Regions from separate parts of the Capra hircus genome. Here region 2 is linked to region 1. Evidence: chromatin contacts called from public Hi-C data. All regions are on one chromosome and are shown on one strand. Each heading gives the region's core, a stretch centred on a gene start, on an enhancer-like site or on the middle of the called end of the contact. The rest is flanking DNA. Distances are from core to core; before and after follow the strand shown.

Region 1 (5,738 bases), core at 1,156-3,655:
CAGAGTTGAGAGTAAAAAAAGTTCTGTATGGACCACACTAAAACCAGTCACAGTCTTTGAGGACCATCAGTGACTGTGAAGCAGCCTGTCAACAGCAGACTTTACATTTCCTCTAATGATTCTAGACTGTTTTCACTTTGGAACCGTGTGTGGGCATGTATACTGATATAGCTCTTTTGGAAGGGCAGTTGGGCAATATCTATCAAATAGAAAGTGCACATCACCTCTGCACTTCTAGGAATTTGCTCTCCAGATATACTTGCACATAAAAGGCAAACATAAGGGACAAAAATCCTTATTAGAGTACTGTTGATGATAATGTTTCTCAAGAGTAGAGTGACTGGAATATTCTGAAGCCACTGAGCATGAAGTAGGTCAGTATGTATTGATGATGACGACGACTATTCTTTATTCAGTGTATATTATATGCCAGGCACTTGAGTTCTTATAACAACTATATGGCAAGTACTGTTATTATCTACATTTTGCAGACAAGGAAACTTGGACAAGGTCACACAACTAATATGCGGCAGACCTGGTATTCTAATTTACGCAGTCTGGAGTTAAAGCAGGCTGTACTGCTGACCCCTAAAATTCATATCCTCCTATCAGCTGATGAATAAAGATATAAGTGTGTGTATATAAGCATATATTCATACATATATAAATTATAAACATGTTTATATATATTTATAGCATTTTATGTCATATATTTATATATATTAAAATATATGTATATAAGAATCTATGTAATGAAAAAGCAGTTCCGACCTGAATGTATAGTATGCTGTCCTTTTGTTTTAAATTTTTAAAGAAGCAACAGCGCACAGTGGAAAGATACAAAAAAGAAATAACAACAGTGGCTTCTTATAAGGAGGGAATGAATGACTTTTCACTTACATCTTTCTCTCTTAAGTATTTGTAAAAATAGGCATGTATACCTTACATACACTTTAAAATAAGTATACCTGATATTTTGAAAAGTTGTAATGCGTAAGACTAAGCTGAAGTCATGAGTCACACATGCTTTGTCTCTCTGTACTTACATACCTTAGTGTAGAGTTCCTCTTATTCTAATCATCCTTACTGTAGTCCTACCATCAGCTCTCAGTTCAAGATAACAGCTGTTTTCAAAATTTTGCTTTTTTTGGTGTTCATTGCTCACCTGGTCTCACTTTGAATACTCAAGTCTTTGACAGAGCACCTCAAATTTGTATATCATCCCTTGAAGTTTTGTACATTTTCTGTTGTTTTCCAAAGGATTTGGGACTGCTTATTGTAAGATCCGATCATGTAGGTTAAGCTCCTTCCCCGGTGGCCCAGTGGTTAAGACTTCACCTTCCAGTGCAGGGGGGGTGTGGGGGGGTGTGGGTTTGATCCCTGATCAGGAGCTAAGATACCACATGCCTGTGGCCAAAAAAGCCAGAACAATAAAACAGAAGCAGTAATGTAACAAATTCAATAAAGACTTTAGAAATGGTCCATATCCAAAAAATTAAAAAAAAAATACAGTTTTACAGTAAACTTTTAGTTTCCTGGAAGTAAGCAAAAAAATTTTCTGAGTTCTGTAGTTCTTGTGATTTGGCAGAAGAAGACACACATCATTCTGGTTTTTTAGAAAAACAAAAACCACTTCTTTTTTTTACTCTAAACTTTGAGGAGAAATCTGTTTCATGCGCCGTTTTATGCAATTTATACTTTTCCGACTGCTTCTTGTTTGTTGTTTTTGTCTACCCAACTAAATTATATGCTTTCTTAGGACAAATTCCATTTTCTATACTATTTTTGTTCCATCTCTGCCTAGAAAACACGCACTTATTCTTATGGTTGAAATTATAAATTAACCAACAACTGCAGCCCAGCCACATTTCAGAGATCGTGTTACTGCCACTTCTTAAAGACTTAGTCTTTGAGCAGTTTAGAATCTGATACCACTTTCATGCTTCTCGGCAGAGAATCTTCTCTGTTAGCTCTCAGGAAAAAAAAGATCACACTTTGTTTCTTAGTGTGTAGCTTTGACTGAGTTTTTTTGTAGCCCCCGTTTCCTAGCTGAGTAGTGTATCGTTTAAGGAATGGGAAATGTGTTTGAATTTTTGTTTTGTGAAAGTCTTAAAATATAGCCTATAGCTTTCAACCACTTTTTCCTTTCTCCTAGGCCAAGTTATCAAGGCATGGGACATTGGGGTGGCTACCATGAAGAAAGGGGAGATCTGTCATTTACTGTGCAAACCAGAATATGCATATGGCTCAGCTGGCAGTCTCCCCAAAATTCCCTCGAATGCAACTCTCTTTTTTGAGGCAAGTATGTGTGTGATGTTGCCTTGTTAGCATCTGCTCTACTACAGTGCTGGCTCCAAAGCGACAGGCAGTGCAACGAGGAGCTAAGCTTGCTATTGAGAATCGGATCCAACTTATTTATTTTGGAGCTTGGCTTCTTGAATTGTTTCCCACAAACCCAAGGGGTGTGTGCCAGTGCTTTCTTAGAAACGTGTCTCTGGCACAGAACGGTCATATCCAAATAAACAAAAGAAAACAGGCTTAGAAATAAAGGTTCTGATCAGTGGTCTGAGTTGTGACATATTCAGACTCGACCAGAGGACAGGATGGGAAATGTGGGAGATAAATGTTGAAATACACCTAAACCAAGTTGTAAAGCTATTTTTATGACAGAGGTTTATAACTGTCCTAGATCTCACTTCCTCATTAGAAGCAGTAGGTGGTGATAAAATGTTGCTCATCCTGTGTTGAGTCACACATATTTGGCCACACTTAATTAAAAAATTAAGAGGGAAAATGCCTGAAACATTGTAAACAGGTAAAATACGCCTTTAGTTGGTTGTAGGCCTGATTCATAGGGTTTAGTCTTACATTTTAAGAAGGGAATTCCCATGAATTTGGGGTGAAAAAGTGGTGGCCTCTAGAGTTAAACAAAGTAGTTTTGGGCCAGAACTGTGTCACTCTGGCGTTTTGCCCACAAGGCAGTTTTCCTAGTATTTCCTGTCTGTCTTTGCAGTGTAGCCCCACAGGATGTGGTCCTAGACATTATCATTAAGTGAAGGTTCTTTCCAGGTATTGAAAAGTGCAGTGTTCTTTTTTCCCTACTTTTCCAATAACTGAGAAGCACAGATAAATATAAAACAGAGTTTTGTTTTGTAAAATGAAAGGAGAATAGTTGCCCTAGCATTTAAGTATGTTAAATTGACTTTGTTTGGGCCATTCTCAGCCATATCCCTTTTTCCTTTCTAGATTGAGCTCCTTGATTTCAAAGGAGAGGATTTATTTGAAGATGGAGGTATTATTCGAAGAATCAAACGGAAAGGAGAAGGGTATTCAAACCCAAATGAGGGAGCGACAGTAGAGAGTAAGTACTGCTGTGAGAGGTCCCAGTTATATGGACAAAATGGAGCTTTCCTTTTTAAAATCTTTAAAAGAGTAAATGTACTGAATATTTATCTAGAATAGTTTTAAATTAAACATTTCTTTAATAATGACTTCATTTAGTAAATATCCACTCAACCTGTATGTGCCAAAAACTGTACCAGCTTCTTCAAACTCTTTAAAAAAGTGAATAAAAGGTAAGCCGATCCAATAAGGAGTTCTTAGTCTGTGGACTCCTTGGTATGCCAATAGCCATATTAGTTACCTTATATATTTATTCATTTATTTCTCACAGTAACCTTTTGAGGTATGATTAATTATCCCTAGGTGAGAAAAGTGAGTTCAGAGAAGTTAAATAAATTACTCAAGGTTACATTTACTAAATAGAGCAGTAAATGGTAATGCCCTTCAGGGCTCTCAAACTCATCTCACAGGCTGTTGTCAGGATAAAAAATGGTTCATCATTTTAGACAGATCAAAACTGGGGAATAATTTATTCTGTTCTGTGTCAGGAGACCTGGGTTCAAGTTCCACTTTGTCATTTATAGAATGACCTGAAGCTATTTTATTTACTTTCTTTTCATTTGCTAAATCAGTTCAGTTCAGTTCAGTTGTTCGGTCCTGTCTAACTCTTTGCGACCCCGTGAATCGCAGCATGCCAGGCCTCCCTGTCTATCACCAACTCCAGGAGTTCACTCAAACTCACGTCCATCGAGCTGGTGATGCCATCCAGCCATCTCATCCTCTGTCGTCCCCTTCTCCTCCTGCCCCCAATCCCTCCCAGCATCAGAGTCTTTTCCAATGAGTCAGCACTTCGCATGAGGTGGCCAAAGTACTGGAGTTTCAGCTTTAGCATCATTCCTTCCAAGAAACACCCAGGGCTGATCTCCTTTAGAATGGACTGGTTGGATCTCCTTGCAGTCCAAGGGACTCTCAAGAGTCTTCTCCAACACCACAGTTCAAAAGCATCAATTCTTTGGTGCTCAGCCTTCTTCACAGTCCAACTCTCACATTCATACATGACTACTGGAAAAACCATAGCCTTGACTAGACAGACATTTGTTGGCAAAGTAATGTCTCTGCTTTTGAATATGCTATCTAGGTTGCTCATAACTTTTCTTCTAAGGAGTAAGCGTCTTTTAATTTCATGGCTGCAGTCACCATCTGCAGTGATGTTGGAGCCCCCACAAATAAAGTCTGACACTGTTTCCACTGTTTCCCCGTCTATTTCCCATGAAGTGATGGGACCAGATGCCGTGATCTTCGTTTTCTGAATGTTGAGCTTTAAGCCAACTTTTTCACTCTCCTCTTTCACTTTCATCAAGAGGCTTTTTAGTTCCTCTTCACTTTCTGCCATAAGGGTCGTGTCATTGATATTTCTGAGGTCATTGATATTTCTCCCGGCAATCTTGATTCCAGCTTGTGCCTCTTCCAGCCTAGTGTGTCTCATAATGTACTCTGCATAGAAGTTAAATAAGCAGGGTGACAATATACAGCCTTGGCGTACTCCCTTTCCTATTTGGAACCAGTGTGTTGTTCCATGTCCAGTTCTAACTGTTGCTTCCTGACCTGCATACAGGTTTCTCAAGAGGCAGGCCAGGTGGTCTGGTATTCCCATCTCTTTCAGAATTTTCCACAGCTTATTGTGATCCACACAGTCAAAGGCTTTGGCATAGTCAATAAAGCAGAAATAGATGTTTTTCTGGAACTGTCTTGCTTTTTCCATGATCCAGCGGATGTTGGCAATTTGACTTCTCGTTCCTCTGCCTTTTCGAAAACCAGCTTGAACATCTGGAAGTTCACGGTTCACATATTGCTGAAGCCTGGCTTGGAGAATTTTGAGCATTACTTTACTAGCATGTGAGATGAGTGCAATTGTGAGGTAGTTTGAGCATTCTTTGGCATTGCCTTTCTTTGGGATTGGAGTGAAAACTGACCTTTTCCAGTCCTGTGGCCACTGCTGAGTTTTCCAAATTTGCTGGCATATAGAGTGCAGCATTTTCACAGCATCATTCAGGATTTGAAAGAGCTCCATTGGAATTCCATCACCTCTACTAGCTTTGTTTGTAGTGATGCTTTCTAAGGCCCACTTGACTTCACATTCCAGGATGTCTGGCTCTAGGTGAGTGATCATACCGTCGTGAAGATCTTTTTTGTACAGTTCTTCTGTGTATTCTTGCCACCTGCTTCTGTTAGGTCAAGACCATTTCTGTCCTTTATCGAGCCCATCTTTGCATGAAATGTTCCCTTGGTATCTCTAATTTTCTTGAAGAGATCTCTAATCTTCCCCATTCTGTTGTTTCCCTCTGTTTCTTTGCATTGATCACTGAGGAAGGCTTTCTTATCTCTTGCTATTCTTT
Region 2 (5,738 bases), core at 877-3,376, 35 kb after region 1:
CAGTTTTAAAAGCCACTGTGTTTTGAGGTGTGGGTATTCTGTGGAAGTAGCTGTAAGTTTTTTCTTATGGACATCAGCTGATGCTTTTTCCTTCTTGGTTCATCTAACCATTGTCACGCATTTATACAACAGGCCAAAGAATCCTGGGAGATGGATACCAAAGAAAAACTGGAGCAGGCTGCCATTGTCAAAGAGAAGGGGACTGTGTACTTCAAGGTACGTTGACTCTTTGTACGATACTTTCCATCTCAAAGAATTTACTCAAGTATCAGTGAATTGTGCTGATATCCCCTATCCTGGATTCTGTCAGTACCCTTCAGGATAAGAATAAGCCTGAACTTTTACAAGTCTGTCATTTTCAGCATAAGAAATTATAAGGCAGAATGAATTAATGTGACACAGAATACAAATGCCTCTTTTACACATTCTAATCTAGACTGTAACCATCCATAGCATCAGACCAGGTCTGGCTTGCCCACTCACCATGTATCAGTTAAGGCCTAAAGCACTGTGCTTGGTACATAGTGGGCCGTCACCAAGTGTTTGTGCAACAAAACAAAGAATGAATAGAATAATTGTTAGCAAATAGTAGCATTCAAAGGGATAAGTTTCATATCATTTTCCCTTTCCACCGTTTTGGGGAAGTCACTTAGGTACATGATGAGAGAAAAGTTCATGCACAGATTTCGAAAGGAACTGAACCCAATATAAAAAGTGCAAAGAGCATGTTACTAGATTTTTAAATAATCAAGTTAAATTGTTAGGAATCAACATAGGGTTGCCAGAAAGGCTAGTAACTCTCATTATTCACTTTAATGGTGACACCATGAATATAACAACATCTGTCACTTTACCTGCTTAAATGAGTTGATTTGTATGATTTACAAATCATAACTTAAAGCATTTCTTACTGTGGGTATAGATAATATATATTTATTTATGACTCATATATACTGGATTCCCTGGTGGCTCAGAGGGGAAGAATTTGTCTGCAATGCAGGAGACATGGATTCTATCCCTCAGTTGGGAAGATTTTCTGGAGAAGGAAATGGCAACCCACCCCAGTATTCTTGCCTGGGAAGTCCCCATGGACAGAGGAGCCCGGTCGCAAAGAGTTAGATACGACTTAGTGATTAAATGACAATATCAACTCAGTGTAATAAAACAGCTGTTCAGAAACTCTAATTGGTTGCTGATGACTCAGTGTTGCAAAGCCACGTATCATATAGCTGTGTCTTGAATATATACAGAGAGATGGCCAGAATTTGTAATCAGCAGCAGAAATCAGTGCTAAAGTAGCTATACAATTATTTAACTTTGTTGCGTCTTAGCATCATAACCACAATAGTGACTTGTGTATTTCATAATGTTATGAACACTCTTAAAATTACTGATGTTTGGATAAAACCTGGATCACACATATTATTTTTAACGTGCAGTTTGATAGACAAAATCTTTCAAAACATTATTCTTTTGGGGGAAAATTAATGAAAAGGTTCAGAACCACTGACCTAAGACTTTTTCTCCCAGAATGTCTTTGAATGTTTTGCATTAAAAACTTCCCTGGAGGCACCTTCACATTTATAGGTAAAAGATCCCAGCGGCGATCCTAGTTTTAGCTGTATGACTTTAGAAATGGTAGGTGGGTTCCTATACACATTCCCTTTTCAGATGTCAGGGCAAGTTCCAGTCTGCCGAGCAGCCTTCCTGGGCCTCGACCTTTCAGGTTGTGCGACTTATGCACAAGCACGGGGTCCTGTTGTGGCGGCCAGGGCAGAGATGGGGCACGGTCATGCCACGCACACATCGAGCCCTATTCTCAGTGACCTGTCGGCTGGGTTTACACCTAAGTGGGGAAGCCTCTGCTCTTAGTAGAGTAGAGCTGTAAAAAGCTTTTAAATGGAAGTGATTTTGGTGTTTAGAGTGTGAACTCCTCATATGAACCTCTGAACACTAAAGAAAGGTAGGAGAGGACTGTCTTCATTTGGCTCTGAAAATAATCATGAAGCACATATAACATGGCGTTGCGCCCGCATAGCTGACAGCACTGAGACAGGAGTGTTAACTGTCACAGCTGGTCAGTGTCTCTCTCCTCTGACTTGGAGGCAGTGGGAAGAAGGCTGAGGACACTTCTTACCAAGAGGTTCTTGCGCCCCCTTGTGCTCCTTGGGGATAAAGCATTCTTAAAGCAACTGAGTGAAGGGTCATCTTTCAGCCACAGGACCCTTTGCAGACACACTAGGTTTTGCTGTGTTTTGACCACCATTACTGACCCAGGAAGCCAGTGCTCTGATTCAGAAACAAGTTGTCCATGACTCTCGGATTTTAGGTTAAGAAAAACCCTCTTTTGCTCTAGAATAGTGAAGGAAAGAGAAGACTTCTCAACCTTGGCACAGTTGACATTTGAGGCTGTAAAGTTAATTGTTTAGTGGGAGGTTCTGTGCGTTTAGCAGTAGCCCTGGGCCTACCCACTAGCTGCCAGTAGTGCACACACATTCCCAGTTGTGAGAACTAAAGAAGATCTCGAAACATTACCAGATGGTCACCTGGGGACAGAGCCACCCTAGTTGAGAACTCCAGTTTTAGTCCATCAGAAGCAGAAATAACACAAAGATCTTTGCTCATTTAAAGTTGAGATATAGAAATTATATATACTATATATGAAAGGACTATCAAGAAAGTAAAATACTCAAGTGTAAAGAACATTTACATAAAGTCTGATACTTTGGGGTTTTTTATTTTCTTTCAGAAACTGTAGCCTCTCTACCATTCTGACAGTCAGAACCTACTGAAGTGATCGGATCTGGTCTTTGTCCTCCCTGGCTCTTTCCTTCCTCTATGACACTATATTAGACAGAAAGGTAGTTAAGAGGAGGATGAGAGCAAAAGGACACCTTTCACTTTCACCATTTTGCTCCCAGTGATTGAAAAACTTGATTCCATAGTTATATTCCTTTGACCTTAATATTTACTTAACAAACCATCATCAAGAGCCACCTCGTGTTAAACCCTGAATATTCCAAAAGGGATAGGGCATGCTTCCTGTCCCCAAAAGCTCATAATCCACCAAGAGAAAAGACAATGACAGAAAATGCCAGCCCCTGAAACTGGTAAGGACTTTAATCTTGAGTAGTGGGGCCTAAGGCTATGGCAGACTACAAGGACAGCCAGCCCCTAACTTACACCTGTGTGAAAGCAACATGCATTCGGTAGAAATCATACTTTGAATTTGGATTGCCTCTTCCCAAACTGGTGATGTCATCATCAGTGAGCATGGCTCCCAGCCATGGGATCATGGGGCTGAACAACCGACACAGCGGTTCTGGACTCACACACCTTTCTGGTTTTCACTTTCAGGACAGTATTCAATAAATTACATGAGATATTCAGAACTCTATTATAAAATAGGCTTTGTGTTAGATGATTTTGCCCAACTGTAGGCTAGATCACACTGAAGGTAGGTGAGGCATATGAAATGCACTTCAGTTTCCCTGGGCATACTGGGGGGTGACCCCCTTGTAAGCTGAGGAAGACTGCCTTCAGATCCAGGCCCTCCACTTGGAACTGTGTCTACCCCATCCTTATCACTGGAAACTGACATCAGGGCTTCCTTTCTACAGTAATAGAGCATATATATCATTCATGTGAATTAATTATACAATTTTTATTCACAGTTGTTACTGAGTGAAAATATGATTAAGAGAAAAGTCTTTCTCATGTAGTCAGGTGACTAACACCTGTGTGATTTTTGTTTTATAGTTAGGTATGCTGGACAGCTGTTCATTGTGTATATTCCCTGGGTCTGTAAATCAGTGGTTAGCAGACCACAGCCTGTTTCTGTAGTCAGGGCTCTCCTGGGACTCAGCCACACCCCCTTTGTTTATATATCATCTGTCACTGCTTTAGTAGCCAGGACAGAGTTGCAGCAGAGACTGTTGGGTCTGCAAAGCCTAAAGTATTATCTGCCCCTTATAGGAAAAGTTTGTCAACCCTTGGTTTAGCTAACGAAGATCTGCTGGGTTTGGGACTAGCACTTAACAGAATCTAGTATCCTCTGTCTAGGGCTGATCATCAGGAGAAAAGGGGAAAGTAACTTCCCTTCGAGTAAACTAGTGACATAGTCTACAGCTACTCACAGGCCTTATGAAAGTTTGGTAAATATTGGCACCAAAGAATGTAACTCAAAAGCCTTGAGGCCCATGTGCTGAAAAGGGTGAAATGGTAAATGCTGGCGAAGAGCATCACGGTGCCCGCCCTGCAGCAGCTCAGAGGTCACTGGGCTCGAGAAGAACAGGGAGAGGTGTCTGGAGAGCAGGACACTCACACACCCTGCTTGGGATGAGGTGGTAGTTCCCTTCTGAGGATCTGCCTCGCTCCGGGAGGGCTGAGCTTACACTCCCTTTGAACTCGCTCCAGAGCCAGGACAGCAAGTAATTACTAGCTTTTCTCTCTTAGGGAGGCAAGTACATGCAGGCGGTGATTCAGTATGGGAAGATAGTGTCCTGGTTAGAGATGGAATATGGCTTATCAGAAAAGGAATCGAAAGCTTCTGAGTCGTTTCTGCTTGCTGCCTTCCTGAACCTGGCCATGTGCTACCTGAAGCTCAGAGAATACACCAAAGCCGTGGAGTGCTGTGACAAGGTAGTGTCCGCGTGTGGGATGAACGCTACATAGTCCAGATATTTTTCCCTATCTTCATGCTTAGTCATCTTCCACTTCCTCTCAGCCAGGGTTTGGGTTTTTTCATTTTGTTTTGTTTGAGATTATTTCTCAGTAAGAACTGGGAAATTCAGAAAGTTGTGTTTTTTTTTTACTAGTCATACTTTCCTTATGCCTAGACTGTTTATAATAATACATTATGAGTTAAAAGTTATGATAAAATTAAGCAATATTTATCCATGACCTTAAGTCTGTGGCATTTGGTACCAGGTTACACACTTTTATAAAAACAGATTTAACTTTTAGGCCTTTTAGGCCTTTTAGGTCTTTTAGGTCTTTTAGGCCTTTTAGGTCTTTAAGAATAGGCTGTGATTGTTCATCCAGGGATATATACATATTATTATTATATTTATTCACTGCCTAGGATTACACATAAATAATTTGCAAGACCCACAAAGCATCAGCACCCTCATTCCATCTGTATTGTTAACATGGTAAGCAGTGCCTAAGCACTAAAAGGCTGGGAGAAGTACCATATGTATGACTCTGTTCTGTTCTGTACTAATGATGCTGCTGTGTCAGGTATTAGGTCCCAGAGTGAGCAGTGTACCTTTTACTATGGGTACAAGCTAGTAACTGGATGTATCTTAAAGACAGACAAAGGGAACAAGAAAAGCAAGCAAGTATTTCAGGCCTTCTTTGTAAGATTGAGTTTTAGAATTTTGAGTTTTATGGATTAGTATGTTATATGAAATATATAACATGTTAAATATATTAAATGGCATTTTGCCTGAGAGAATAATGTTACTATTACATTTTTAAACCTTTGCTGTTCTTTTCTTATAGAAGTAGTATAAAGTCATTCAATACTCAGACGTTACAGAAACATCTAAGAACCTGAGTCCATTCATAAAATTCCCACTGACCCTCTCCCAAGGCCACAGTCATTCACTTCACACACACAGTCCTCGTTTTTCCATTTCCATAAGTAGAGTAACATGTATGTGTACTTTTTAATGAGAATGTATAGATTTATAGTTCTATAAAATAAGGACATCTTTCCACATCTCATCAGTTCA

What was found. A called contact is a pair of places that touch in the nucleus more often than the background predicts.
Region 2: a Hi-C map of blood shows a contact between it and region 1, with 3 times the contacts expected there. The contact joins two enhancer-like sites. A contact is called at or near these places in 2 of 5 Hi-C or Micro-C datasets (both in blood).

Annotation. Positions count from the first base shown.
Region 1 is chr23:39,096,831-39,102,568 of ARS1.2, forward strand. FKBP5 (peptidyl-prolyl cis-trans isomerase FKBP5) reads left to right here. Exons shown (of 13, transcript XM_018038959.1): 6 at 2,156-2,298; 7 at 3,247-3,361. Among named protein-coding and RNA genes, the nearest start is that of FKBP5, 77 kb to the left of the region's middle. Within about 2 kb of position 2,406, at least 2 of the 5 cell types and tissues checked have an H3K27ac peak or open chromatin away from gene starts, as enhancers often do.
Region 2 is chr23:39,132,280-39,138,017 of ARS1.2, forward strand. It overlaps FKBP5 (peptidyl-prolyl cis-trans isomerase FKBP5), which reads left to right. Exons shown (of 13, transcript XM_018038959.1): 10 at 133-216; 11 at 4,456-4,641. Among named protein-coding and RNA genes, the nearest start is that of TULP1, 110 kb to the right of the region's middle. Within about 2 kb of position 2,127, at least 3 of the 5 cell types and tissues checked have an H3K27ac peak or open chromatin away from gene starts, as enhancers often do.